Regions from separate parts of the Mus musculus genome. Here all the other regions are linked to region 1. Evidence: chromatin contacts called from public Hi-C, HiCAR-type and promoter capture Hi-C data. All regions are on one chromosome and are shown on one strand. The core of a region is the stretch at or near the end of the contact, and the rest is flanking DNA. Distances in the headings are between cores, read along the strand shown.

Region 1 (3,930 bases), core at 662-3,161:
CCTGAGTGACTCCTATACATTACCAAATCCAACTGCCAGCATGAGGTACGGTACGACCTTGGCCACCTCTAGAACACAGCTTCTCTGTGCTCTCAGAAAATGCTTCCCAAAAACTTTCACCTCAGGGATACTGGTCTCTTCTTAATCATCACTGATTTCTTAACTCCAGATAACCAGCATCAATAGTCCCAGTCAGAAAGGTTTCACTTCGGTAGTTCTGGTATCTTATTAATCATAGCTGATTCTTCAGCCCTAGCTAACCAGAACCATAGACTTAAATCAAAGTCGCCAACAGCCCTGATAGTCTTTAAACTTCCTTCTGAAACTTCACCAGCCAGACCCCTCCATCTTCTGCCTGCTTTCACCATTCTTATCTTCCAAGCGTCTACAGAACATTCCACTGAGCTCTTAATATTCAATGATTCTTCTAGCACAAAGTTCCAAAGTCCTCCCACAATCCTCCCCAAAACATCACTGAAGTCAGGTCTGTCACAGCAATACCCCATTCCCGGTACCAATTTGTCTCAGTTAGGGTACCAGGCTAACTATGGCTGCAACAAAACACCATGTCTTAGTTAGGGTTTCTATGGCTTCAACAAAACACAATGATCAAAAAGCAAGTTGAGGAGGAAAAGGTTTATCTGGCTTACACTTTCAGATCACAGTTCATCATTGGAGGAAGTCAGGACAGCAACTCAAGCAGGGCAGGAACCTAGAACAGGAGCTGATACAGAAACCATGGAGGGTGCTGCTTGTTAGCTTGCTTCCCATGGCTTGCTCAGCCTGATTTCTTAATGAACCCAGGACCACCAGCTCAGGGATGGCCCCACCCACAGTGGGCTGGGTCCTCCCTCACAGAGCACTAATTGAGAAAATGCCTTACAGCTGGATCTCATGGAGGCATTTCCTCAGCTGAGACTCTCTTCTCTCTGATGACTCTAGCTTGTGTCAATTTGACACGCAAAGCCAGCCAGTACACCACTGAATCTTTGCAGCAATTCCAGGGTTAGCACACTAGGCTGAACACAGTCAGGTTCTTTGATAAAGGATGGAGGAAAATATCAGAAGGGAACAGCAAGTTCTAGCCCCAAGCTTCTAGGAATCAGGCAGGTTTCCCAGGAGTCTTTGTTTCTCTCTTGGCGAGCACCTCGGGTCCCTCCCTTGGTACCTCCAATTTGCCACTCTGAAATTATAGCGAGAGGCTGAATGCCACATCTCTCAGACTAATAATAACAGCAGAGAACTGTTCGCTTTGTTAGGTTCGAGGATAATACTTTGAGTTGGCAAGAAGGGCTTTGTTTGATCTTTTACAGGAGGAATCGCTAAATAAGGTGTTGGTGAAGTGTTCTAACAATATCTTCCCATGACAGCTATGATGGTGGTGGTAGCCTGGGTAAAGAGGACCTGGAGACAGGCTGGGGGTTACTAGAGCATGGTCAGCGTATGGCGAGTTCACGTTGCCTAAACTTGTGAGGGTGAAAGATTTGGTAATAAGAATAAAATATTAACAAGAAAGCAAGACTTCTTTGCTACACACAAACCAACATGTTAGGGACATCGGCTGCAGTCCAGCCTATCCAGCACATGCTCAGGCGATAGGGTCTCTGAATTTTACCCCAACATTCAGTTAGAGGGATGGTGTCCTGTTTGGTCTAAACTGAAATACAAAGGGATCACTTTCCTCTGACCATCTTTAAGGGCAGTGACGTTTTCTCTCCTCACCAGGAGAAAAGAACAAGGCTGTCCTGGTTCTTGACTTTTCTCCCAGGCCAGCTGCCTCGGTGCATGCGTGAGGCTGCAGTACCACGCTCGACTCCCGGAGGCAGTAGCGCCAGGCTGGGAGCTTCCGGCTCGAGGGCGCCGCTCTTATCACCAACAGTGCGCAGCCGCCCGCGACGCTCGTCTATTGGCTGTCGCTCGCTGCTGCCATACTGGCGGAAGCGGAAGTGGAGCTGGGACGCTGGGGGTGGGCTGGGCTGCCGCGTCCCCTGCGGTCTTGGCCTTGAGGGGCGGCGGCCGGCGTGATGGAGAAACGCAGGATGAACCTGCCTACGGGGCCGGACACGCTGTGCTTCGATAAGGACGAGTTCATGAAGGTGAGGGCACCCGGCAGATCGCCGCTGAGTTGGCCGGACGCTGAGGCCCGGTGGTTCCCAGAGGCTCCGGCGGGTGTCAGGGACGTGGGATGGAAGGTGGCAGGGGTGTCCAGGCTGAAAACGCTCTGACATTAAGAAGTGGGAACCTGACAGCCTCGCCACGCTGCAACCCAGCGGCCCTGCTTACAAATCTAAACCGAAAACACTTGGCTGATAACATTTCACCGAGCAGGCACAGCCTCCGAACGGCGCAGGCTTTGAGCCTGTTAGTTGTACCTCTCCGCTGTTGTCACTTAAAACAACCCCAAACATATTTACACCCGCTTTCTTTCTCGAGACAGGGAGGGTTTTGAGTTGTAGCCCGGACGGGTCTCGATCCTCCTGTCTTAAGGGCAGAAATGGCAACTGTGAGCTAAAAGTTTGTGCCATTTAATAGTTGCGATTTGAGGGACCATTTCAAAGCTGGTTCCGAGGTTAGGAATTTCTTTCTGTCTCTTTGGCACATAAAATACTAAGCAAACGAGTCCAAGTCTTACTGTATAGAGTGTGTGTGTATGTGTGTGTGTGTTGTGTTTGCATGTGTGCACCCTGCTCCCCTTTCACAATCGAATTTTTCCCTCTGACTTAATTGGCCTATCTCTGTTCTGGTATTTGCATTTAGTTGACATGGCCAAAGAAAGCGCTGAGGTTTTGGTGTTTGGATTTTAATTTATATGTGACTTCTGTACTGTGCCCACGTAGGTTTCCATGTGTGAAAGGCTTTTTTGTGTGTATGTGTCTGCCTTCCTGAGTTTATGTGCACAGTGTGTGCAGAAGCCCTCAGAGGCCAGAAGACTGTGGGGTTCCCTAGAACTGGAGTTACAGGTGCTTGTGAGCTGCCCTGTGGGTGCTGGGAGCCAAACCCTGGTCCTCTGTTAAAGTAGTAAGCACTCTTAACTGCTGAGCCATCTCCAATAAATGAGGTTCAAATGGGATGCTTGAAATAATGATTCAGAAAGCCCCTGTTACATCCTGTGACTTATGGATACCTTGGAAAGAGGGTTAAAAAAAAAGAGCCAAAGGTACATGACAGGGACAAGAGTCTGGAGGAAGAAAGCTTGCCCGGGGATCGTGGCCTGTTTTTACTTTAGGTGAGAAAACTTACTGTGTTCACTGTTCACCATTTAACTCAGGCCTCCTGCAGGCCTTGTGCCAGCAGCTGTTCTGGGCCATTGCCTCAGGGTTGGGCATTGCCTGTGTCTCCCTCACTCACACTGAGGTGATACCTCTGTTGGATGCGATGCCTGTGAGGAGATGGCACACAATGTGAGTAGTTAGTGAGACAACATCAGCAAACCTGGGACGGAATGGCCGGACTGCTCCACGCTCTTTGATGCAGTCAGCTCTCTGAGTGTGCCACGCAGTTTGTAGTTCTGCTGATGTGGCCATTTCCATTGAAGAGGAAACAACATGGAACAGCCATTGTGTGTGATGTTGGTTTTTCTAGGTGGAGCCAGAAATTAAGGCCCTTTATTATTTGTGCTTCCTTCAAAGAAGTGTTTTATGAGTTAGTTTCGTGGCAGAAAGGACAGGAGGAGTGCCTGTTATCCAAATTTTATGTGTACATTTGTATTTTATTCAACATATTTTTCAGTGGCATAGTTTTGTTTTTTTTGTTTTATTTTGTTTTGTTTTAACAAGGATGGGATATCAGATACACATTAGGAGAGTTGAGGCTCCGTCGATTGCAGTCATCTGATTAGAAATGTGCTGTCTTGCCAAGATGTTGACAGCCTGCTGAGCAGTGGTAGCAGATGTTTGCTCATTCATGGCCCACCCTACTGTGTGCCAACTA
Region 2 (3,930 bases), core at 685-3,184, 870 kb before region 1:
ATGTGCCCACTTTGTCAGGTCTTAGCAGTAACACTAAGCAAAGGCTTGCGCCAGACATATATAGAAACCAATACTGTAGCAATGGTTTTGCAAAAAGTTATTGTAGTGTCAACCATCAAGGAGACAGAAGGCACACACAAATCTACCTACTTGATCAGACAGAGCACAGGAATTCAGGTGGCCCAAGGGCAAAAGAGAGCCGAACGGTCCTAACTTGGGAGTTGCCAGTCTTTTTGCTGCTCTGCTCTGTTTCACTGCAGGAGAGAGTGTACCAGGTTTTTAGTCCATTTCCAAGACAGCCCGTTCCTGTTCTTCAGATCCTGTGTGGGAGACTTTTGATTTCCCAGGTGCTCAAGGTCATTTTTGGTCAGGTCCTAGGGTTTCATCCCGAAAACAGCTTGCATTGCAGCTTTAAAGGCTGACAGCACTAAGGCCCTGAATGACGGGTGAGTCTGCCACCCATTCGGGATTGAAGAAATTACCTCTTGACAGGCCCACTTCTGTATCTCTGCGGCCACATCATCTTTGCAAGTCTCACTTGCCACACTGCATGGTTGCATATAGGATCCCAGGTAGGACGCTGTCATTTCCTTTATGGAACTCAAACCTGTCACTTAGCATCTCTGTACTTCAGGTTGTCCTGGCTGTAAAATGGGTATAAGTAATGCTAATATTAAAGGAATTCGTTTTGACAGAATGGTTACAACAACATCTGGGACATAACAAAGGCTCAGTATTTAACTAGCTCTTGTCTTTTTTTTTTTAAGATTTATTTATTTTATTTATATGAATACACTGGCTGTCTTAAGACACACCACAAGAGGGCACCAGATCCCATTACAGATGGTCGTGAGTCACCATGTGGTTGCTGGGAATTGAACTCAGGACCTCTGGAAGAGCAGCCGGTGCTCTTAACCACTCTCCCTTTCTCTCGGCCCCTAGCTCTTGTCTTTACCACCAGCAAAATAATATTAATATTAACAGCACACAGCTCTTCTTACACCAGAAGCAAATCAGAAGCATTAGTGACCAGGCAGAGAAAGGGCAGCACAAAATGAACAGACAATTAGCTTTTCAGATAATACTACGGCAGCCAAAATTGCACTTAACTAAAGACTGTAAGGAAATTTGCTGGACCATGAATACACACAAGGTCACAGCATGCCAAAGAGAGGGAGCGCTAACAAAGGGTGGTATCCTGCATCCAAATGAGAATCAATGATTTTTAACAGAAAAATCATACATTTGTCTGCAATCAAACTTAAGTCCTACTCATCAGGACTGGCTATCAAGACAATAATCTCTCCTGAGGGACTGCAAAAGCAGGCAGGCCCCACAGCACTCTCCCCCTCCAAACCAAGACACTTGTGTGGAGGAGCAAGGGCAGCTGGAGGAACAGGAAGAGTGGAAGAAGCAGGGTGATCATGGTGAGAGGGAGACCGCGGAAAGGAGGTTGTGGAGTAGAAAGAGAATAGGGGGCGACCTAAGGAGGGAGAAGGAGGAGAGGGAAGAGAAAGAGCCGGGAGGGAAGGGGGAACAGAAGGATGGGGAGGAGGGGGCAGGGCAGGAGGAACTGGAGAGCAAGAGGAGGAAAGGAAGCTTGGGAAGGAGCCGGGAAAGGGGGGTGGGGGGATGAGAAGCCCACAGCAGGGGCCAGGGGTAGCTCGGGGTCCGCGTGGGTTGGCGTGGTGGAGCCAGCTAGTCCAGCCGCACCGTTTCGAGGCGCCGGCGTAGTTCACCAGCGCGGCGCGCAGACGGGGGCGCTGTGGTCTCGGATAGAAGAAGGAGCCGCCGGACCCGCCTCTTTCCCCGCCCGCCGGTGTCGCAGGGAAGCCTGGCGGAGCAGGCTCGGCCACATCGCGGCCGCGCGGGCACAGACGCCCAGCCGAGTGCGGACCGTGCGCCGCCTTTGTCCGCCGGTGGCAGCTGGTCTCGCGGCCGCCGCCCCGCGATGGCCCCGCAGCAAGGCCGGCCGGCGCTGCCCGCCCGCTGCGAGCCGCCGGCGGCGCCGCCGGTACCGCCTCGCCGAGAGCGCGGGGGGCGCGGGGCGCGCGGGCCCGGGGTGTCCGGGGGTCGGGGGCGCGCGGGCGGCGCCGAGGGACGCGGCGTCAAGTGCGTGCTGGTCGGCGACGGCGCGGTGGGCAAGACCAGCCTGGTGGTCAGCTACACCACTAACGGCTACCCCACCGAGTACATCCCTACGGCCTTCGACAACTTCTCGGGTGAGCGCCGGGCGGGGCGCGGCCTCGGGCTGGGAGGCGCGGGGCGGCGCGGGTCTCGGGGCAGCGGCTCGGCGAGGTGGCAGCGGGGTGTCCGACCGGTCTGGCTCCGGGATTCCGGAGCGAGCTGCAGCTCAGGTGGCCTTCCCACCTGCGCCCTCCGGGGCGGCTCACTTCCAGCGGATCTTCGCCTGGAGCAACCCGGATTGCTCCCGTGTGTGAGCCGGCCAGGCGCACCAAGGAGGGCTGGGGCTTGCGAGAACGTTCCTTTCTTCTGAGCCCAGCGCCTGCCTGGCCTGCGCCCCGCCTGCGCTGTCTCGGTTTCTGACGGTTGGCCCAGTCCCTCCAGCTTGGCGTTTAGTTACAGCAAGTTCTCAAGGGTGGGTGGGTTCGTGGATCACACAAAGATAACAAAAGTAAAGCAATCATTTCTCTTGATTTTTTAAAAAGTCTTTCAGGAATTTAAGAAAAAGTTACAAAAAAAAAATCACATTAAGCTAGTGTGAAAAATCTTCCTCCTAAAAAATTTACCTCCGACTTCCAGTCTCCGTGGCCAGTCTCTAATTTCAGAGACCCTATGGATAAAACAGAAGTGCATGGTGCCCCCTCCACCGCTCACTAGCATAAACATTTATAAACAACCAGAAATGCTATCAGAAGGAGACAAATTGCCTAATATAAGCTGAAACCTCCGAGTCTTTACTGGATGGGGGGTCCTTGCTCTCACCCTATCTCTGGACCCTGGGGGAAAATCTGTGTGGCTTCTCTCTGCCAGCTTTTCTTAATCCTCTTTTTGAACTGACAGAGAGAAGTGCCCATTTCCACACACGCACGGGTGATAGGCCGCCTGTGTTTGCACAAGTTCTCAAAACTGCTGGAGTTTTATGATAAACCCTGAAGCAGGGAGATTTTTTTTTCCCAAGAGAAAACAGGATTATCTATGAGGTTGTCCACTGATTTAAAAGTGCAGAGTTGGTTTCCCACCTTGTGTTGTTTCTAGGCTCTTTGAAACAAGGGTGACAGGAAAATTAATCTTCCAGGCTTGAAAGGAAAACAAGCCTTCCGGGGCACCTTCTGGAGGTCAGGGCTTTGCTGCTTCATGCTCTGTGGTGGAGGGAGCCCCCCACCTTGGAACATTTGTACACTTCCATGGGTTTCTGGGCGTAGCCAAGTCCTTAGTTCACTAAGAGAACCCAGAGCAGGAACTGCCAATCTGCTGAGAGGGTAAAAGATGTCCTGATAATCATCTTGCTCTTTTTTTTTTTTCTTTCTCCCAAGCCGTGGTGTCTGTAGATGGGCGGCCTGTGAGACTCCAGCTCTGTGACACTGCAGGACAGGTCGGTATCAAGTTACACAGCTCAGGCACTGGGAAAGGAAACAGCCTTTTAAAGGTTTCCAAACAACCTTTGCAGTTTCCAAATGATTCCCTTAGTAACTGGGTCATTGTGAAACTCGCCGAAGCAGGCCCACCCCTGCTTCATCTCCTTTGAGGGCAGTGGGAGGAGGCCAAGAAGGACACCTCGGGGCCAGTGAAACAGGGTCGGCCTGTTCTGGGAAGGAGCTGGGGAGGCAGCCATCGCTGCGGGAACTGCCCCTTATCTTCATAGGACTTTCGGGTACCTCTCATGGCCTAGCTTAGGCTACAAAAGAAAAACCACAGGAATGGTTTGTAAGCGTTTCTCAGAGGAAGCCCCTCATGTCCTATAATCCA
Region 3 (3,930 bases), core at 396-2,895, 770 kb before region 1:
AAATTCATTTCTTGTCAAAAGACATTGCTGCTGGCCCTGGTTTAGAGCTATAAACTATCCAACACGAGCCTTTTTTCTTTTTTCTTTTTTTTTTTTAAGATTTATTTATTTATTATATGCAAGTACACTGTAGCTGTCTTCAGACACACCAGAAGAGGGCGTCAGATCTCATTACGGATGATTGTGAGCCACCATGTGGTTGCTGGGATTCGAACTCAGGACCTTCGGAAGAGCAGTCAGTGCTCTTAACCGCTGAGCCATCTCATCCAACATAGGTTTTATTTCCTGGTTTCATTAAACCTTCCCATGGTTTTCACTAGACTGTGAACACTGACGTTCCTTCCAGTGTGTGGCAGGGCCCTGGAAGCCACCTGATGTGGGTGCACACACACCAGTGTGTACTGTGCTATGCTGTGCTGCAGCAGCGACAGGTAGAGATGCCTTCAGGTGGGACCTAAAAGCCAAGTGGCTTCTGCTGTCTCAGTAGCTCTGATTCATGTGGTTGAGGCAAAACTTCCTGGAGCTCCGATGCTGTGAGGCGACCCCAGGCCATGGAGAGACCCCACAGAAACACACTGAAGAGCAGCTGGTTCAGCTCAGCCTTGGCATCTCCCCAGCCTGATCGCCTGGCATGTAGTTGTCAGAGGGTCTCGGGTCCTGGCACCTAGCCAGTGGCATTCAAAACTGAGGCTTCACATGCTGATGCTGAGTCAGAGCCCAGCCATCCCCACTCCCGACCTTCCAAATTCCTGAGGCACAGAACTCATGGGGTCAACAAAGCAGCCATTGTATTAGACACTAAGTATGGAAGGACTTTGCCGGGCAGCGGGTAAGGACTGCTTCAGTATAGCGTGGATCAAATGATATGGGTGACCTTGTTAGCAGGCCAGCAACTGCCCCAGGGACCATCAAGGTCCAAGTGAAAACACAGCCTTCAAAATAGTATTCAGGCCCATTTGTCCCGAGGAAAAACCCTGGCTTCCTCCTAGAGTTATTTGTGTGTGTGCCTTTTAATTTTCAAGACGTTCTTAAATTATTTATTGAGGCTCCCATTTGTTTCTGGTTAGATTTTAGGCTCTTGGAAGCCAGACCACATCATACTGTGTTCTCCATACACAGGCATAGCACCAGGAGAACTTAGCACCTAGGCTCTGGTCAGCAGGACTCTGGGCCTTGACTACCTAGTTCTGTCACTGCACTCTTTCCTTCTGGCCTGGGAAACTTTGCCTAGGGGGGTTCCAGGAATGGACAGAGCCCAGATAGGTCAGGAGGCCTAGAGTAAAAGCAAGCTCTCAGCTCCCAACAGAGCCTTACCTTACCTAGGACCAGTGCCTTGGAGACTCATTTTAGCCCAAGAACACGACCCTAATCCATCCCAGCGCTGCTCTGAAGTTTCAAAGACAGAACGGCAGAAAAGGCTTTTGTACCTTTCACTCCGAAAATTCACTCCGCAAACGAGCACGCGGCGTTCCTACCTGCTGTGAGCTCCTCTGGAGGACTGCAGATAATAACAGTGATTATTTCCTGTCTGCGTTGCTGAGCCGCTCCCTCCCTAGCTGGTCTTCCTATTTCTATTTTTTGCGCCTTTAAAAGGCAGTCTTCACCCAGCAGCTGGGCAATCTTTTTAATATGCAAATCAGCCTCTCTCCTGTTCCTAATCCACCAGTGATTTCACACTGTGGTTAAAGACCGAGCCGCAGCTCAGGCCTGTGTAGCCGCCCTCTGCCCTTCACCCTCTTGACACACAGCTTCCGGGTCAGTCCTCCAACCTCACCGAGACTCTCACCTCCCCAAGGCGTTTTGCTCGCGCCATCTCTTGTGTAGATCTGTATCAAGTGCAGACCAGTGTATGCGTCAGCTCCCGAAAAGGATTCCTCACCTGGCTTCCTGTGCAGCCTCAGTTTACCACAGTGTCCGTCAATACAAATCCACCACAGACGGTGTGTCTACTCTCGGAGCAAAACAGCCACCACACGGTAGGCTCTCAGCAATCATTTGCTGAAGAATGAATGAATGAATGAATGAATGAATGAATGAATGAATGAGAAACACCCCACAGAGGATATGATGATGAGACGCTGTTGACAGACAGGTAAGGGCTTCTGGGGACCTGAGGCCACACCCTCTTCTCTGGGCGGAATGTTTCCCACGGAGTGAGACACAGCTGAGTGTGCCCGAGGCTTTCAGCCCTCTGGGGTCCTTGGCTGTGATGTCAGTGACTCCCTCAGCATCACATCTGCCTGGACCAGATCATTGTTCCTCTTCCTCTTGACATGCTTCCATGACAACTTACAATTAGGTCGGGCCCTGCCCTCAGAGAAGATTTTAGTAGAGTAAGTCACCACGGGACGAGGAAGAGATGCTGCAGGGCCTTCTACTGCAGCCCATCCCAAGCCAACCCTGTAGCCTGTGTCACTGTGAGAGCCACTCTGCCCGGTAAGGAGCTCAAAATGAATCACCATGACCGGGGCCCAGGTCTCCTCCACCAGCCCCAAAGACAAAGTGGGGCAGGGAAACCAGCCGAGTCTTTCTAAGTCTGTGTGTGACTCAGAGGTCAGGTGCTCCCCTACTGTAGGTCTGTTCTTTGTGGGCTGAGGGGGCTGAGAAAGATAATCTACACTCCAAGAGGACTGTAAGAAGCAGCAGGTGGTGGCTCCTGAGGTTGAAGGACAGGTTCTGGTTGCTCTTTGCTCCCCGATGGAGTCTAGCCACAGGAGGGCCATGAGCATTTGAGACAGCCCTCTGCCATAGATCTTGCTGCAGCTCTTTACCTTCTGCATGACTCCTTTTGTTCTGAGACACGGATCAAAGTTTCAGAGCCTTTCCCACAGGAACCCTGGAATGAACCCCTTGGTATGTTTATCCAAACTGGCATGTTGGGCTGGCGAGATAGCTCAGCGGTTAAGAGCACTGACTGTTCTTCCTAAGGTCCTGAGTTCAAATCCCGGCAACCACATGGTGGCTCACAACCATCCACAATGAGATCTGACGCCCTCTTCTGGTGTGTCTGAAGTCAGCTACAGTGTACATTATAATAATAAATAAATCTGGCTTTGAGCGAGTGGGGGCCCGACGAGAGGGAGCAAAGGCCCTAAAATTCAATGTACTCACATACATAAAATAAATAAATGGGGTAAAAGTAGATAAAGTAGCTGTCTGAAGTGGGTAGCTACCTGGACACAAAACACTAAGGAAAAAAAGACTCGGGGAAGGAGCTGGAAGCTCCCCTTTTCCTGAGACTCCAGAAGCAGGAACAAGAAGCACCACGGTGTACACAGCCTCCTCCCCAAGGGCCGGCTGGCTCCACTCAGTCCACAACCAGGCAGGCGGGTGGGTGGAATCATGACCTGGAATCTCCAGGATTTCCCATAGCAGGTAAGCTCTTGGTTCTGAACCATTCTATGTTCTAGAGTAGTGGTTCTCAACCTTCCTAATGTTGGGACCCACTCTTTAATATGTTGTAGTGAGCCCCAACAATAAAACTATCTTTGTTGCTACTTAATAACTGTAATTTTGCTATTGTTATGAATCATAATGTCAATCAATATCTGACGCGCAGGATAACTCATATGCAAAAGAGATCACCACCCACAGGTTGAGATCCACTGTTTTAGATTCTTAACAAGGTCCCTGGGAGGTAACCTGGTACAAGAAGGACCAGAGAGGCTCCCAAGGTTTGTTTGACCTTCTCCAAGTCCTGCCTGGGATCTGACTGAGAGGCAGGCTCTCATAGCAGGCTCATCTCTCTCTAAAGTTCACAGACCATCTTCTCCCTTTCTGTACAGTGGCCATGATGGTACAATCAGATCACCGCAGTAGGGGGCATACTGTGTCACCTGAGAGCCTAGGCCTCTCTCTTAGACCTGCCTGACCAGTCTCAGCCAAGATCTGCTCATTGAGCTGTCCCTACTTCAGCAGGAGAGATCAGAC
Region 4 (3,930 bases), core at 1,073-3,572, 710 kb before region 1:
ACAGGTGCACACTATAGTAGTGTTAGGGATACAGGTGCACACTACAATGATGTTAGGGTTACAGGAGAACACTATAGCACCCGGCTTCTTGCACTGATCTGAGAATCTGCTTAGATCCTCATTGTTTGTGTGGCAAGCATTTTACCAAATGAGTCATCTCCCCAGCTCTTTTCTTTTCTTCCTTTTTTTTTTTTTTTTTTTTTTTTTTTTTTTAAAGCAGGTTCTGTCTTAGTTGGGGTTTCTATCCCTGTGGTAAAAACACCAGGACCAAAAGCAGCTTCAGGAGAAAGCTTTATTTCAGATTACACTTCCACACCAAAGCCCATCCATCATTACAGAAAGTTAAGGCAGAAGCTGGAGGCAGGAGCTGATGCAGAGGCCATGGAGGGATGCGGCTCACTGACTGGCTTCCCATGGCTCCTTCAGCCTGATTTCTGATAGAACCCAAGACCACCTGCGTGTGGCGGTGTCCCACACAGTTCAATGGGTCACTAGTTGTCACTAATTAAGAAAATGCTCGAGCAGCTTGCCTACAGGACAATTTTATGGACAAATTCTCAATTGTGCTGGCCTTTCCTCAGATGCCAGCTTGTTTCAAGTTGACAAAAATGCAAGCCAGGCACGGAGTGGCGAAGTCTGGCTGGTCTCAGCTCTCAGCCCTCCTTCCTCCATTTCTTGAGAGACGGGATTGTAAACACACCTCTGCACTTGGCAGTTTCTATGCCTCCCTTCTTTCTTTTTTAAAAAAACAAGATCATAGAGTTGTTCCTGCGGTGTACTGGATAGGATCAGAGGCCAAGATAAAATCATAGGTCATAAGAACCAAAAGATTCTTTACTGTATTAAGTCACAAAAGACTAAGACATATTTCTTCCTTTTTGTTTGTTAGTTTGTGTATGAGACAGGGTCTCACAATGCAATCTTGGCTTGCCTAGAACTCAGAATGCAGTCCAGACTGGCCTCGAACTCAGCTCTGCTTGTCTCTTGCCTTCTGAGATCTGGAGTTAAAGGCCCGTGCTACCATGCATGTGCTTTGAATGTAATCGTGTTTGTGGGTGACTCAGAACATTACAGATTTGCATCTGGGAAAGAAAGCTGAGCTCAAAGGTCGCACACTCTCAGGCCTTCAGCGCAGTTCCTTCCTATTTTAACATTCTTTCTTTTTTTTTTTTCCTTTTGTTTTTTTTTTTTGGAGACAGGCTAGATCAGGCTAGCCTCGAACTCACAGAGGTCCACCTGCCTCTGCCTCCCCAGTGCTGGGATCAAAGACTTGCACTACCACTGCTGGGCTATTTTCACATTCGTATATGAAATATCTCTATATCAAATGAATTATTCAGGCAGTCACTCCTGTTATTTTAAAATATATTTACTTATATATTTTTTTGAGTTGTGTCTCTATCATCTTTGTTTTCCCTCCTTGCTGTGTAGCCCAGATAGGCCTTCAACTTGAAACAACCCTGCCTATGCCTCCTGAATGCTGGGATTATAGGCAAGCGACACGATGGTAGACAATCTCAACAGCAAACTTTGCATGCTGTGCCAGCAAGAGACTTCAACAAGATTACGGGATGGGGGCGGGGGCTTCTTTCCCTTCCCACATCTCCTTAATTTTCTGTCATAAAGCACAATAATGAAATATTAGGACAGGCAGCACGGAGGCAGGAGAGAATGTCTGACCCGTGGTAGAGCCTGACAGCGGAGGTTAAAGGTACACGGTAGGCTTCCCACAGCCCAGGCATCTGCTGCTGTGAAGAAGGCAGGATCTTACTTAGGCCCCGGTTTGCTCAGGTGGGTCAAACTCCCGACCCCAATTTGCCTTTCAATAAATGTCCCAACCCTTTTCCTCGGAGGAAGGGGTAGGTTCTGACCTGTATTGCTTCATTAACCGAACACACCTTCGAAATTAGCCTGCAGTAAGAGCCAAGCAGCACTGCTCTGCCCACTAACGTGGTGAGCAGGAGAGTTCTGGTGACCAAACACACCTGCGTGGCTTTCTGCTAGTGAACCCCCTTTCTGTCAAAACAAGCCCTCGGGCGGCCTCCTGTCCACCCTAGCCTGGCAGGTCACTCTTAAGAAAGGCTGAGTCTGTACTGCTAAGCCATCTGGGAGGATCTACGGGCGCAGGCGCCCCCTCCCTAGTCCCGCCCTCCCTCCTTCCTGGTCCCCTCCTTCATCCTCCTTTGCCTTCACCTCCTCCTCCAACTAGGAGCCTCCAACCATTTCTCTTGCCCTCCCTCCTCCCCTTCCCCAGCCCCGCTCCTCCTTCCTCCTGCGACCCCGCCCCTCCCCCTGCTCCGCCGGGCTCCTTCGCCGGGCGGCGGTGCGCAGACGCGGAGCCGAGTCCCGCTGGGCCGCAGCCGGTGGCCGGCTCGCCGTGGGCCCGTTCCCGGCTCTCCACGCTCGGTTCCTCTCGCTCTGCGGAGACTGGAGGACGGACCCCGCGGAGCTGTGGCGGCAGAATGGCGCAGACCGCCATGTCCGAGACTTACGGTAAGACGCGCGGGTTTGCGTACGTGTTTAGAGGGGCAGGCCTTGGGGTCCCGGAATGTTGGGGGCCGGGGTCAGGGTCTCCAGAGCCGGTGTCTAGAATATCGAGATATCCTGCAAACCTCGCGGTGTCAGGAACCAGGCAGAGATATTTAGAGTCTTGGGTGGTTTAGGGTTGGCTTGGGATCCTAGTAATGTCAGCAGCTGGGATCCTGAGAATCTGGGTGTTAGGAGCCAGGTGGAGACACTGAGAATCCTAAAGTGTCAGCGGCTGGGAGGGATCCTGATATTCTTGGGGTGTCAAGGTCGAGCTGGAACTTGAGAATGTCTGGGTGTTTCAGGCTAGGCTGGAATCTTGAGGCTCTAGGGGTATCAGGCGCTGGTCTGGACTCTCTGGCCAGCAGGTGCCCCCTGCTGTGATTCTACCAAGTTCCCTCCCGCTTTGACCCTGGTTTCACTCTACATTTTCCTCCTTGGATTGTTTAAATCTCTCAGGGTTGCAGGAGCCAATTTGTCGTCGATTCTTGTCCTCCTCCCTGCAGCACCAACCGCAGGGATGAAGGCTCAGGGCCACGCCTGCGTTTTGTGTCTCTAGGGGCAGGGTTGTGGGCCTCGGGAGGGTGGGGTGGGGGTGTTGGAATTCCTTTCTTTGCATTGAGATTATAATGAGTTTTAAGTGGATGAATGCTGTCTCTTTTCTGTAGACCCCTGGCCTCGTGTATTTTCCCTCCCTCCCTCTCTCCTCCCGTCCTCCCCTCCAGATATGGTTGCATTATATTACCTTTATAAATACAAATATATGGTCCTCTGATGACCACAGGCCTTGGATATGGAGACATGATTTTTTCATCTTTTTTTCTCCTGCAGCACCCAGCCATTCTCAATGCACGTGCTGGGTGCTCCCCCTCCCCCAGTCGAGGCAAGAATAAACAACCACTACTATGTATGGTTGGCCTGTGCCTGCCAGTCCCTCACGAGACTTGAAACTTTGACGTGGTCTGTGCTCGTCGTCCGAAGGAGGGACTCGCACGGAAAAGCATGACGATCTGTCAGGTTATCTGCAGTTTGTGCCCCTGCTTCCTTCCTGCCACAGGGTGGGGCCAGGGTCTGGCCTGGAAGGCTCTACTCGGTGTACGAGTGCCATGGAAACTTCCCCAAGAGTTTGCGGTCCAACGAGGAGTGGATTTTTAAATTCAGCTGTGACCTTAATGGATAAACAATTAAAAACCAGGCAGCAGGTTCTGAAGGATTCAGCATGGCTGTGTGAGAAAGAGCTGACCTAGATGGGTTAGAGAGGGGCAAGTGGACAGGCAGACCTGGGATGTAGGCCTGGGAGTGTGGATTGGGCATCCGGGCATCCGGGCATCCAAAGGGTGAGGACTCAGTTGAAGAACTTTGGAGTTTGAGAGGGTGGGACGCTGGAAAGTGTGTCATGAGGCA
Region 5 (3,930 bases), core at 982-3,481, 630 kb before region 1:
CGATAAAGGAAGGCTGGAAGAGCGTCTCCGGGCAACGGAAACGCTCATTGCCGATGGTGATGACCTGCCCGTCGGGCAGCTCATAGCTCTTCTCCAGGGAGGAGGAAGAGGCAGCGGTGGCCATCTCATTCTCGAAGTCCAGGGCCACATAGCACAGCTTCTCTTTGATGTCGCGCACAATCTCACGTTCAGCTGCAGGAGCAAAAGCAGTGGGGGGCCTCAGGGCAAGGCCTGGGGCGTGTGCTCACCCTCTGCCCGCCCTCCCTCAGCGGGCATTGGAAGCACGCACCTGTGGTCACGAAGGAATAGCCACGCTCAGTGAGGATTTTCATCAGGTAGTCAGTGAGGTCGCGACCGGCCAGGTCCAGACGCATGATGGCGTGTGGCAGGGCATAGCCCTCATAGATGGGCACGTTGTGGGTGACACCGTCCCCAGAATCCAACACGATGCCTGTGCAGGGGAGAGGCAGTATGTGAGTGGAGGGGACCAGCAGGCGGCGCAGGTCGGGATACTGCAGAGGATTAAAAAGCGGGGCTGGAATGTTGGAGCAATCCTACCAGGGCCAGCGTGGGCCATGTGTGGGCCATGTGTGAGCGCTTACCGGTGGTACGGCCGGAAGCATAGAGGGACAGCACCGCCTGGATAGCCACATACATGGCAGGCACGTTGAAGGTCTCAAACATGATTTGAGTCATCTTCTCCCGGTTAGCTTTGGGGTTCAGGGGGGCCTCGGTGAGCAGAGTCGGGTGCTCCTCAGGGGCCACACGCAGCTCATTGTAGAAGGTGTGGTGCCAGATCTTCTCCATGTCGTCCCAGTTGGTGATGATGCCATGTTCAATGGGGTACTTCAGGGTCAGGATACCTCGCTTGCTCTGGGCCTCATCACCCACGTAGGAGTCCTTCTGACCCATACCTACCATGACACCCTGCAGATAGAGACATCAGACACTTGTTACTACAGCCAGGGGTGAGGAGAACATTGGCTGGATTCAGAGAGCCTATCTTTCCCTGCCAGCAGCCTGACCTGGTGACGGGGTCGGCCCACGATGGATGGGAACACAGCCCTGGGGGCATCATCCCCGGCAAAGCCAGCTTTCACCAGGCCAGAGCCGTTGTCACACACAAGAGCGGTGGTCTCGTCTTCGTCGCACATGGTGTCTAGTTTCTGCAAAGACAAGGTGTTGAGTGCTGTGTATATGTGATGGGGGGGGGGGGTTAGGGTGAGGCTCCGCTTAACCCATCTTCACTTTGGAGATCCAAAAACTCCTTTCCCCCTTCCCCTTCCTTGCACGGGGGTCAGAGGATGCTCTTCCAGCTTAAGGCTGTGCTTTCGCTATGGGGGAGCTGTCTGTGGATCACACTAAGTCCTCCAACTAGGCATGCAGGGGATATCCTGAGACCCTCTACATTCATTGTAGGCCACCACACACACCACAGCTAGCACTAGTCCTATCCTCTCTGCTCACAATCTCATCTGTGAAGGAGGTATTAAGGCACGCTGCCCACCACCTGCCTGTCCTGTGAGAGGGTCGAGGATTCTGCCCGGGGAAGGGCGATATTGTCACAACTATGGAAAAGCTGTTGAACACTCACAGCATCCCAAACTCAGAAGAAACCCTTCCACCTGTCTCCCATTTCAGAGAAGAGTAGCCAGGGTTGCTGCCCTTTAGAAAAGCCTTGATCTCAAAGGGAGTCGCCCCAAGGCTAAGGCCAGGCTTGACTCTCTCCAAGCTCATCTTCAAATCAGTCTCCCAGGAGCTGGGGTGTAGCTCAGTGGGAGATCCAGCCAACCTCTTGCATCACAAGAGCCCAGATTTGATCCCAGCAGAGAAAGAGGGGAAAGGGGAATGAAAAGCCGGAAAGAAATCTCAACCAACCAGAGGCTGGCGTGTGGCTCAGTAGGAGAGCACCGGCTTGTTCACTTGCAGGACTTGGATTTAGTCCCCAGTAAGAGGGGAGGGAGGAGTCTGCGGGTGGTAATGGATAGATGTCAGACCCCCAGGCATATCCTAAATGCCCAGTCAGCAGCCCAAATGGGCTGGATGTGAGTTTGGAGAAATTTCCAGAACTCAGTGCTAAATACAAGCCCAAGGCTCAATAGCTTTCTTTGCTGGGTCTCCAGGTCACCCTCCCCACCTCCACCCTACCTGCTGCTCTGACTCTGGCCCTGGGTGCCGAGGGTAGGAAGTGAGGCTTCACGTCCGTGTGACCGCCTGTCCCCTTGCACAGGTTTTTATATAGTCCCGGGAGCTCTCCCCACACCGCCCCGAAGGAATGTTGCTGCCCTTCCCAAGCCATATTTGGGTGTCGGGCACTAGAGTCCCTTCCTTCGGCTGGTTCTCAGCCTGGGTCCCCGCCCGGGTCTCCTGCACTGACCAAAGAAGGAGAGGACTGGCCCTGGCCCAGGTAGCTAGGACCGGACCAGGCCGTATATGGAGAGTATCCCCAGCTGTCTGCCCCTCCCAACTGGCTCCAAGGCTCACGGAAGGGCTGTGCTGGGCCAAAGGTCACTGCTTTGCAGACTGCTGGTCTGTACTTCCCAAGATTTACCTGTTTGAAAGGTCTCCCCAGTTCTGCCCACCTGGACACACGATTGCTGACCTGCCACAATGCACCCCATTTATGGGTTCTTAACTCAGACTACTAAGCCTTGATGCTTAAGCTCAGGGGAGGTAGCCCTGTGGTCAGGTGAGCCGGGAGGAGTCATGGGCTCCAGGTAGGGATGGAAAATAAGCCCCACATTTGAACTCCATTTTCTTTCCCACTTTGAAGCTCCCCCAATCCAGAGATCTGACACACATCACCCCCATTCACCCCCACAAGGCTGTCAGTCAGTGTAGGATATGCAGCTGTCACTGGGCAGACAACTGGTGGAAGAGGGGGAGGAGGTAGTGAGAGGAGGCATGGGGACTATGTGGCCCTGGCACACAGAATGGGAGGCCAGGGCATTAGAGCTGTCCCTGCATTCTGCAGTGTACTCTTGAAAGGAATGGAAGGGTCAGTGTGTGTGTGTGTGTGTGTGTGTGTGTGTGTGTGTGTGTGTGTGTAAATCCCAAACTCGGGATTGACCGTCATCGAGTTGGCTAGGCTGAGCAAATGCTACCCCTTCTTTGGTGGCACTAAGCTTCCCTCCCCTGGGTCTGAAAGAAGGATCATACCTGGAACTGTTGGGACCTAGAGGGGGCTGAGGCAGAGAGAGGTGCTGATGAAGATATACCTTCTAAGGAGCACTAAGACCTTACACTGGTGCCCAGGAGCGGCCCCTCCCAGGCAGACTCATCTTTATATTTAGAGGATGATGCCCGTCAGCCCGGCTGCTTCCCATGCACCTTGGGGCCACCACCTGCCAGGCTTGTGTGGGTTCTATTTATACCGCTGATAGATGGGAATCTGCTTTTGGGTTTCTAGAAGGAGCAACTTATGGAAGCTGGGATGGGGGTGAGTAGAGGTCATCTCTTGGCGCCTGTCTCAATTTGGGCAGGGAGAGGGATAAGAAAGCCCAAAGGAAAAGTGTTCTGTGACCAAACAGGCGACATGCTTTGAGGGGTGTGCATCAGAGCCAAGCCACCATGGAGCCATTCACTTTTCTGATGGCTTAAGCGCTCCCAAAATAGCTGTTCCCATTTGGAGTGGAACTTAGCAGCTGGGACAGGTGCAGAGCCTCTGAGAGCAGAGGCTCCATGAAGCGATTTCAGGATCCCACACAGCTCTTCCTAAACCTGAGCTGCACTGCCTAACGGGCATCAGCTCTGTGGCTTTGCCTGTGCCCTGGGCCAGGACCTGGAACTGTTAAAAAGAAGCAAGCAGCAAATGCAGACTATGGTCAGCTTTGGGGGTGCTTACATTTGGGGCATGGATGTAGGGAGAATTGTCCAGGTGACTGGACCTCATCGGGCCGGGCTGTACATACCGCCCCAGACTCTCGAAAG
Region 6 (3,930 bases), core at 671-3,170, 600 kb before region 1:
GCAGACAGGATAAAGCACCACTCCAGAAAGCAGGGTGAGGGGAAGGGATGGTCACTGGGCTGTAGTCAGCTGCAGAGATGCTTGGTCTTGGGCCAGTGAGACAACTTAACAGGTCAAGTTGTCTGCTGCCATGCTGTTTGACAAGTTTGACTCCTGGGAACCATATGATAAAAGGAGAGAACTCAAAGTTGTTCTCTGACCTCCATATGGGCTATATGTGGCATAAAAACCCACACATGTGTAAACACACACACACACACACACACACACACACACACACACACAAAAGAGTAGCTGCTCCAACCTGCTATGTGCACAGTGCCTCAACTCTTTACCCCAGAGCAAGCTAGAGGCCCAAGAGCCTACTGAGCAAGGACAGCTTCCTGTGCTAGTCATGAGGGAGCCCCCTTCTCAGTCAACTGTCTCTCCCTTTTGGAAGGCACACAGTGAAGAGGACACAACTAACAGCATCCATAGGCAGGGAGCCCGAGCGAACATGTCAATGAGGTCTTTTAACACCCTGCCCCAGCAGGGATGTCCACACATGGCACAGCTCAGAGAAGACACAGGAAGATGACACAAGACACAGGAAGACAAGAACTAGGGCGCAGCTGACCTCTCGAAAGAAGACATCGGCAGGAGTCAGGCTGTTGGGAACCTCACACTCCCTCTTGTTCAGGGCGAGCAGGATAGCTGAGTTCACCAGGTCTGGCAGTCGAGAGTGGTGGTTTTTTAGTGTGATGGCAGCTGACAGCTTTTCTGCATGTTCACAGAGTAGCAGTCGGGTGGACATGGGTGTCCCTCTGATTGGATAGGAGCTCAAACGTCTAAACAAGCCGACCTCACAAAAACAAAATACAACAAGCACTTGTTCTCAGAAGGCACTCAGAGAATGTGGCCACATTCTCCAAGGAGCTTCCCCACTATAGGCCACCTCTGGGTGACACTGCTCCCAGTGCTCCGTGCAGGATACTGATTCTATCCATGGCTGCTACACGTCTCAAACCACTAGTTAGACAGCATGAGGATCACATGGCTTTTCTGATTTATACCTGGATTACTATCCTGGATTACAGAGCGTTGAGATACGGAAACTTGGAGCAACCATCTTATGGAATGATTTCCAGAGCCACGACTTTAGATGAAGGGCAGGCAGTGTCTCCTGTATGGGTGCCTGTTTCTGGTTGGTTGCCAGGATCTAGTTTATTTATCAAATATTACAATAACAAGAACTAGAAAGCAGCCAAAACTCATGAAACAATGATGGACTGCTTTCCACACTTAAGTACCATTTCTTCATTAACAAGTGACCTTATTTCTCCTTCCCTCACCTCTGTCTCTGTACACCCCGGCAGGCAACTTCTTAAAAACACAAAGGGGGCGTGTGGGGGTGCAGCAAGATGGCTCAGGCAGTAAATGTCAGATCAGGAGTTCAAAGCTGGCTCTGGTTACATATTCCAGGCTACATGAAACCCTAACCTCCAAAACAAACAAAATAACCCCTCTCAAGCAAACTGTAAGTCCCCCAAAACACAGGGCTCATGCCACTCGTGAGGCTGTGCCTTGACTTCTCACATGACAGACAACTTCAGCAGCGGGGTGTTTCGCGGTGGCCATCGTCTCCATTCTACTTGCTCATTTCATGGCTTTTTCTTTTTCCTCTTTTTTTCTTTTTATTTTGAGACAGAACTCACTGTGTAGACCAGGTTGGCTTTGAACTCAAAGATCTGCCTGCCTTTGTCCCTGAGTAGGAAAATTAAAGCTTCTACCATGGCTGGCTGATGATTCTTAAAATAAAAGTACCGTTACATGATTTGACTCATTTTCCCACTCTTTAAGTAAGTTAAAAGCGCAGTTCTCCTGTGAGAGCCGTCCACAGGGAGTGCTTGGGGAGCACAGAGTAAAGCGGCAGCTGTGTGCTAAGATCATCCCAGTACACACCAGGGACCACAGCCACAGTGCCAGATCACTTCCCACCCCATTCACAATCAAAGAGAGGCCTCAAATACAGAAGTACTGAGCTGGGTTGTACGTGTGTCCTGGCTGTGACAGCAAATGCTTCCTGCTCAGAGACAAAGCTATGGAGATGAGCTGGGCCTGATGGCTCACTCCTTTAACCTACCACTTGGGAGGCAGAGGTAGGTGATCTCTAGGCCAGCCTGATCAATATAGTGAATTTTAGGTCAGCTAGGTTTACACAGCAAGATCTTGTTTTCAAAAAACAAAACAAAAAACCCCTACAAGCCACAGAAGAGAATGCAAACACAAGAGACAGCAGTGTTGGGTCTGCACACACAACTAGAGCTGTTGGCAGCTGAGCCTCCATTATGTCCTCCAAGTCACTGTGTGCCCAAACCCTGGCTGCCTGTGGCTTCTGATGAGCGGGTGTGTCCACACTTGTCATCAGCTCTCAGCACACAGTCAAGGTCCTCCTGACAATACAGAATCAGTGTACAAAAATCCATGTTTTTACACAAAAGCATCAAAAACGTTTGTATGAGATTCTGATTTTTACAAATCCCTGGTCTCGGGCGGTGAGCTAGCTCAGTGGGTAAAGGGACCATCTGATCACCAGAGAGAAAGAAACACCCGAGAGCTGTCCTCTGACATCCACGTGTGCCAAGGCCCTCAAAGATACCCAGAAAGAGGGCTAGAGTGACAGCCCACCCCCTAACCCAGTGCTGAGGCTTACTTGGTGAAGGAAGTCCACCAAGAGGCAGTGAGCTTTCATCTTGTCCTCCAGCTGGTGCAAAATGATCAGTGAGGTGTTGCTCAGCCCAGGGGCCTCTGTCAGAACACAGCAGCAAAATGTAGACACAAAACCATTTTCAGAACAGTAGCAGACAGAAAGAAACAAGCTGGGAGGAGCTAAAAGGAGCAGAGCACCAATCCTTAACAAGAGTTACATATGTCACTCAAAGAGCTGCACAACTGGATACATAATTCACGGTGGCTCACATCAGTCATCTGACCTCTTGGTAAAGTGGGAGCAGGAGATAACAAGGCTAGACCAGGCTATAGTGAGTTCTGGGACATCTTAGACTACAAAGTGAGACTCTGTGTCAAAAGAGCTTTTAAATTCAGAGAAAAACCTAGTATTCTTGACACTGTGCCCTGGGTTAGTCACTGTACGACTTGGCTCCAAGAAAGCAGCAAGGAAACGTCCCAAGTCCCGTGCAAGGCTCAGCAGACATCTCGGAAGCAGACCTTGGTGTGGAGAGAGATTTGCATCTGACACACTTTCTGGTAACTAGGAATGCAGAGCAGCCTAAGTGGGTTGTCACCTGGGACAGCGGGGGAGGGGAGGTGTTCACTTCTGAATACCAAGAATTTCTCCAACACCTGGGAGATCCTACCAGCCAATGCTTAGAGTGTGCCGAAACTATTTACTTTGGAGCAAGTGAGAACCAAATGCTTACCAACTCCTCTGTGAAGGCTGTCATTCTTGGCTGTCCACTCCAGTACACGTGAATTAACTAGAAACTCAAGCCCCTGGGCACACCTGTGAGGTATTTTTATTTAACTGGATCACTTGAGATTGGTAGGAAGATCCATCTTAAATCTGGACCATTTGAGGTCAGAAGACCCATTCTAAATCTGGGCCATACCCTGTCATGGCAGCCAAGTAACGAAAACCAACACTCCTCTCAGCTCCGTTTTAATTCCTCCATCATAATAAAGGCATGCTTTTGCTCTTTGCCAGCTCGGTCTTGCTCTCACTGGAAGGTCCGCTCTTTCACTGGCACAAGAGCCGGGTCCTTGGAGACTCTGATGTGTACTGAAGAGCAGCTGAGACATCCAGCCTTGCGGACTGAACAACTGCTAACTGTTGAATTTTCTGACGGTAGCCGGCCTGCCATGTGGACGGGAAGGACCACAGCGTGCAGGGTGCTCTAAGCTCTAATAAACTCCATTACTTACTCATCCTAC
Region 7 (3,930 bases), core at 524-3,023, 570 kb before region 1:
AGCATCACAGTTACTCTCTGAATTATCACAAGACTTGTAGGTTCATACATTTTAATCATAAGTCTCTGTTAGACTCAGTATTTCCTGTTTTCATGCAGAAAAAAATTCACTTAAGATACACACACACACACACACACACACACAAACATACACACAAACATACACACACACACACACACACACACACACACACACATCACTGTGTGTCTCTGGTTGCTTTGGAACTATATAGCCAAGACTAGCTCTGATCCAGGGTCCTCCTACCTTAGCTTTCCATGTGCTAGGATTTTAAGTTGTGTACTACCATGTCCAGCAATACCTTTTAAAATAATTTTAAGGCAATAGTTGTCAGGTACTTTTGAGATTAATTTACTGGTTTTTTTGTTTGTTTTGAGCAAAAATGATGTATCAGAACATATATGCATCTTACTATCTTTTTAACCCATCATATATACATATATGTGTGTGTGTGTATATATGTGTATATATATATATATGATTGTATGATAGATAGATAGATATCGAAAAGCAAGTGCTCTTATCCCCAGAGCCATCTTTCCATCCCAGAAATTCACTTTTGAAAGATGAACAGAAGAAATTCTTCTAGAAAAAGGTAACCCAATTCTGAATTTTCGTGTTAATTACATTGAGGAGGGTAACAATTCTACTATACATGTGGACTTGGCAGCACACCAGCATCTTTAGTGAAGCACGCTCTCTCTCTCTCTCTCTCACACACACACACACACACACACACACACACAAAGTGCTTTTATGTAACCTAGTCACAACCATCACATTTTGTGGCCCAAGTCCTTTAACTGCCAATCAGTATGTAGTAATAAGCATTTGCTAGGCACTGAGAAAACATTTTTGCCAGGTTTGTAGGCTCTTACCATGACTCAGATAGGTGTACTGAATCCTGAGATGCTGAGATCCTGACTTAAAGCTGGAAGTGTTAAACAAAATGATGGTAGCCAGACAAGCTACTGCATGCTTGAAATAGAAGAATCTTAAAAGTGGATTGAGCAAAGTCAGCCTAGGGTACGTAGCATGGGCTGTCCCAAAGTGGACAGGACTGAGTTCCAGGCTGCATTCCTACACTATATCACAAAAAGACTACACCAGACCAAATGTTACTCGTGTCAAACGCCACAGAGTCAAACCACAACTTTAAACAAACAGCAGCCCGACACTGACCTGTGTCAACATAATAAAGAAATGACTTTTTAATCTTTACAATAATCTGAAGTATGTTCCTACCTTGCAAGCGTAGTGCTCAAAAGGTTCTTTCATTCTTTTCTGTAGCGCGGAGACAGAGTGAATCCATGGGTCCAATAAAGAGTTAAACAGAGAACGGGCAAAACGAGGGCCACCATTAAGCAGCGACAATAAAACGCGAGAATGACCAGAAGTACTTTCGAACTCTGCGGCAGCTTACCCCACTGCCAGGCTCCACCTCCCCGCTGTGGAGCGGACCCCGCTGGTCCCCGAACCCCCACTTACCGTGAGCTCACCGAGCTGCGCCGGCCTGCGGGCGAGAACAGCACGGGCGAGTTAACCGCAGATCCCAGAGACAGACCCCTCCTGCTCGCTCTAGGCGTGGACGTGGGCCCGATCCCGACTAGCGGACCGCGTCGGGTCCCCGGCCCTGGGGTTCGCGGAGAGGAGACGCTCGGAAACATGTTTGCAGAGAGCGTGGAGGAAGCGGCACTCGCGGGCTAATAGCGAGAACCTCGCGCGCCCGGAGCTTGAACACCTGAGGGGCGGGAAGGCGCCTAGAGATGACGTAAGGGGGCGCTCAGCGAGTAGGGAGGGGAAGGCGCATGGCAATGACGTCAAAGATCGGCGCCGAGACTCGGGGCAAGGTCGGAACTGGGAGCGCTTTGTTGACGTCACATCCAGTACCGGGGAGGGGCGGGGCAGGCGATTTGGAGTCCTGCGACCCGATTCACCGCGGTGGATCCAGTGCTCCGGACCGAGAGCTTGCCAGAAGCGCCGGTCTCCGGCTGGAGCTGACCCTCCGCGGCGAGCGTGGGCTGGGGAAGGAGGCGCCCGTGGGCGGAGCTGAGGAAGTCGCGCTCTGGGCGGCGGTGGTGTGCTCACAGTTTTTCCCAACCTAATTCAGATCGGTTCAGGCTTGTTCTTCGTTCGATTGTCTGGGCTCTGCAGCGGGTTGCAGCTTTTTGCTTTCCAGGCACAGCTTGCATTTTGATGGGTCTGTCCTACTGCCGGAGATTCGGAAATGACAGTGCCCCCAGTCCCCGGGCATGTTCACTCTCATCGCTGCCCCTGAAGTTCCAGACCCTAGTAGAAGCCGATAGCAGGCGTGCACACAGTTCTGTTAGTCCTCTGCGGCTGTTTCGGAAGACCGTAGTGTGTGTATGGGGGTGTCTTTTCCATTCTGCTCCCCACATTACTAAACAGTGAACTGAGATTAGCCCGAGGCTGTACTAGAGTTTGTAAATATTCAGGGCTGATAACTGCCCAGGGACCCTTGCTGAACTTGTGAGGTCCCTTGTTACTTCGGGTGGCCTTTCCTTTTCGGTTTTTTCATTGTGTCCCACTTAGACAACATTGTAGCCAGACTTTTGACCACTTTATGGGTTCCTATTTCTACCACTTGTCTCCCTCTCAACCCCCCAACACTAGGTAGGAGAAAGAAGGCTAGAGGAAAAGGGGGCTTCGATATCCGTAGACTACTTCCTGCTGATAGAGGCATCGAGTTCCTTGGGGCAGTTTTGATCTTTTAAGAGCTCAGAAAGCCAGAAGGAGGGCATTGGACTCTGAAGTTAGTTACAGGGGGGTTGTGCGCCACCTAGCATGGGTGCTGGGAATTGAACTCGGAAAAAAAAAGAAAAGCATTTAGAAGTAGCTACTTGAGCCAGGTGTGGCTGCACACACCTATAATCTCTGTAGGACCAGAAGTTGTTCAAAGCCACCCTGGGCTACATGAGACACTGTCTCAAATGCCAACAAACAAACCCAATTACCTGAGAGACCATTATGGACACAAGGTTGTTAGGCATATCAGAAGTAAATACAGTGGGAGGGGGTAGGGGGAGAGAGAACATGGAAGGGAGGAGTCATCTCTGCCCTAAGGATGAGAGAAAGCAGCTTTCCAGTCCACAGTCCAGGAGAAACGTGCGCATGCGTAATGGAGCCTTTAATTCTTGCAAAGTGCAGTGTAGGAGAATTTCGGTTTCTTTTTTGTTTTGGTTTGGTTTGGTTTTCCGAGACAGGGTTTCTCTGTGTAGCCCTGGCTGTCCTGGAACTCACTTTGTAGACCAGGCTGGCCTCAAACTCAGAAATCCGCCTGCCTCTGCCTCCCGAGTGCTGGGATTAAAGGCGTGCGCCACCTCGCCCGGCTGAATTTTGGTTTCTTTAAACACAGAAATGTTATAAGAATATGTCTTCACTTTAATCCCGGGTGTGGGATGTAGGGCTGCTTCAGATTGTCTAGAATTGCTCATTATGAGGCAGGTGGACCTCTGACTTTGAGGCCAGCCTAGTCTACAAAGTGAGTTCCAGAACAGCCAGGGCTACACAGAGAAAAACCCTGCCTCCAGAGATCCACCTACCTCTGCCTCCTGATCACTGGGATTGGAGGTGTGCATAACTGTCTGGCTTGCACAGGTATGGCATATACTCACAGACACATAATAAATGTTTTTTAAAAAAAACCCAAAATAAGGGGTTGAAGAGATGCCTCAGCAATTAAGAGCACTGGCTGTTCTTCCAGAGGTCCCAAGTTCAATTCCCAGAACGCACATAGAAGCTCACAATCTGATGCCTTCTTCTGGTCTGCAGGCAGACATGCAGACAAAGCACCTGACACATTTAAAATAAAAACCCACCAAAATAAAAGCCAAGCATGTAGCATGCAGAAATAAAACTACCCTAGAGTTCTAGGGCCAGCTAGCCTGATGG

The links. Promoter capture Hi-C pulls out the DNA fragments that hold promoters and counts their contacts. A called contact is a pair of places that touch in the nucleus more often than the background predicts. HiCAR-type assays count read pairs that join an accessible place to other places.
Region 2: a contact with region 1 is called in a HiCAR-type map of astrocytes, with 3 times the contacts expected there. The contact joins the promoter of Rhou here to the promoter of Cog2 in region 1. A contact is called at or near these places in 3 of 39 promoter capture datasets (liver and stem cell-derived epiblast-like cells) and 1 of 115 datasets of contacts at active chromatin or transcription factors (astrocytes).
Region 3: a Hi-C map of bone marrow-derived macrophages shows a contact between it and region 1, with 11 read pairs. The contact joins the promoter of 4732419C18Rik here to the promoter of Cog2 in region 1. A contact is called at or near these places in 1 of 39 promoter capture datasets (liver) and 1 of 484 Hi-C or Micro-C datasets (bone marrow-derived macrophages).
Region 4: a contact with region 1 is called in a promoter capture Hi-C map of liver, with 3 times the contacts expected there. The contact joins the promoter of Rab4a here to the promoter of Cog2 in region 1. A contact is called at or near these places in 6 of 39 promoter capture datasets (the 3T3-L1 cell line, the C10 cell line, embryonic stem cells and 2 more) and 5 of 115 datasets of contacts at active chromatin or transcription factors (astrocytes, hepatocytes, large pre-B cells and 2 more).
Region 5: a contact with region 1 is called in a promoter capture Hi-C map of stem cell-derived epiblast-like cells, with 3 times the contacts expected there. The contact joins the promoter of Acta1 here to the promoter of Cog2 in region 1. A contact is called at or near these places in 12 of 39 promoter capture datasets (the 3T3-L1 cell line, 3T3-L1-derived adipocytes, the HPC-7 cell line and 8 more).
Region 6: a contact with region 1 is called in a promoter capture Hi-C map of pre-B cells, with 3 times the contacts expected there. The contact joins the enhancer-like site here to the promoter of Cog2 in region 1. A contact is called at or near these places in 5 of 39 promoter capture datasets (the 3T3-L1 cell line, the C10 cell line, liver and 1 more), 1 of 484 Hi-C or Micro-C datasets (the G1E-ER4 cell line) and 2 of 115 datasets of contacts at active chromatin or transcription factors (astrocytes and large pre-B cells).
Region 7: a promoter capture Hi-C map of liver shows a contact between it and region 1, with 6 times the contacts expected there. The contact joins the promoter of Nup133 here to the promoter of Cog2 in region 1. A contact is called at or near these places in 10 of 39 promoter capture datasets (the 3T3-L1 cell line, 3T3-L1-derived adipocytes, cranial neural crest and 5 more), 9 of 484 Hi-C or Micro-C datasets (CD4 T cells, CD8 T cells, LSK cells and 6 more), 4 of 115 datasets of contacts at active chromatin or transcription factors (astrocytes, embryonic forebrain, neural tube and 1 more) and 2 of 9 other capture datasets (adipose tissue and liver).

The regions. Positions count from the first base shown.
Region 1 is chr8:124,518,856-124,522,785 of GRCm38.p6, forward strand. Cog2 (component of oligomeric golgi complex 2) reads left to right here and starts at 1,912. Exons shown (of 18, transcript NM_029746.3): 1 at 1,912-2,096. The coding sequence starts at 2,025.
Region 2 is chr8:123,651,995-123,655,924 of GRCm38.p6, forward strand. It overlaps Rhou (ras homolog family member U), which reads left to right and starts at 1,935. Exons shown (of 3, transcript NM_133955.4): 1 at 1,935-2,222; 2 at 3,498-3,556. The coding sequence starts at 1,952. It overlaps Gm35874 (a long non-coding RNA gene), which reads right to left and starts at 742. Exons shown (of 3, transcript XR_388157.3): 1 at 483-742; 2 at 151-254.
Region 3 is chr8:123,752,583-123,756,512 of GRCm38.p6, forward strand. It overlaps 4732419C18Rik (RIKEN cDNA 4732419C18 gene), which reads right to left and starts at 1,646. Exons shown (of 3, transcript NR_166622.1): 1 at 1,476-1,646.
Region 4 is chr8:123,803,674-123,807,603 of GRCm38.p6, forward strand. Rab4a (RAB4A, member RAS oncogene family) reads left to right here and starts at 2,323. Exons shown (of 8, transcript NM_009003.3): 1 at 2,323-2,493. The coding sequence starts at 2,463.
Region 5 is chr8:123,892,544-123,896,473 of GRCm38.p6, forward strand. It overlaps Acta1 (actin, alpha 1, skeletal muscle), which reads right to left and starts at 2,232. Exons shown (of 7, transcript NM_009606.3): 1 at 2,149-2,232; 2 at 1,026-1,166; 3 at 603-927; 4 at 290-451; 5 at 1-192. The coding sequence starts at 1,154. It overlaps Gm29773 (a long non-coding RNA gene), which reads left to right and starts at 2,233. Exons shown (of 3, transcript XR_879336.3): 1 at 2,233-3,823.
Region 6 is chr8:123,918,156-123,922,085 of GRCm38.p6, forward strand. Nup133 (nucleoporin 133) reads right to left here. Exons shown (of 26, transcript NM_172288.2): 14 at 2,693-2,787; 15 at 617-841. Among named protein-coding and RNA genes, the nearest start is that of Gm29773, 25 kb to the left of the region's middle. Within about 2 kb of position 1,921, at least 1 of the 459 cell types and tissues checked has an H3K27ac peak or open chromatin away from gene starts, as enhancers often do. A contact at or near this core is called in pre-B cells, where this site is marked.
Region 7 is chr8:123,947,492-123,951,421 of GRCm38.p6, forward strand. It overlaps Nup133 (nucleoporin 133), which reads right to left and starts at 1,774. Exons shown (of 26, transcript NM_172288.2): 1 at 1,507-1,774. The coding sequence starts at 1,685.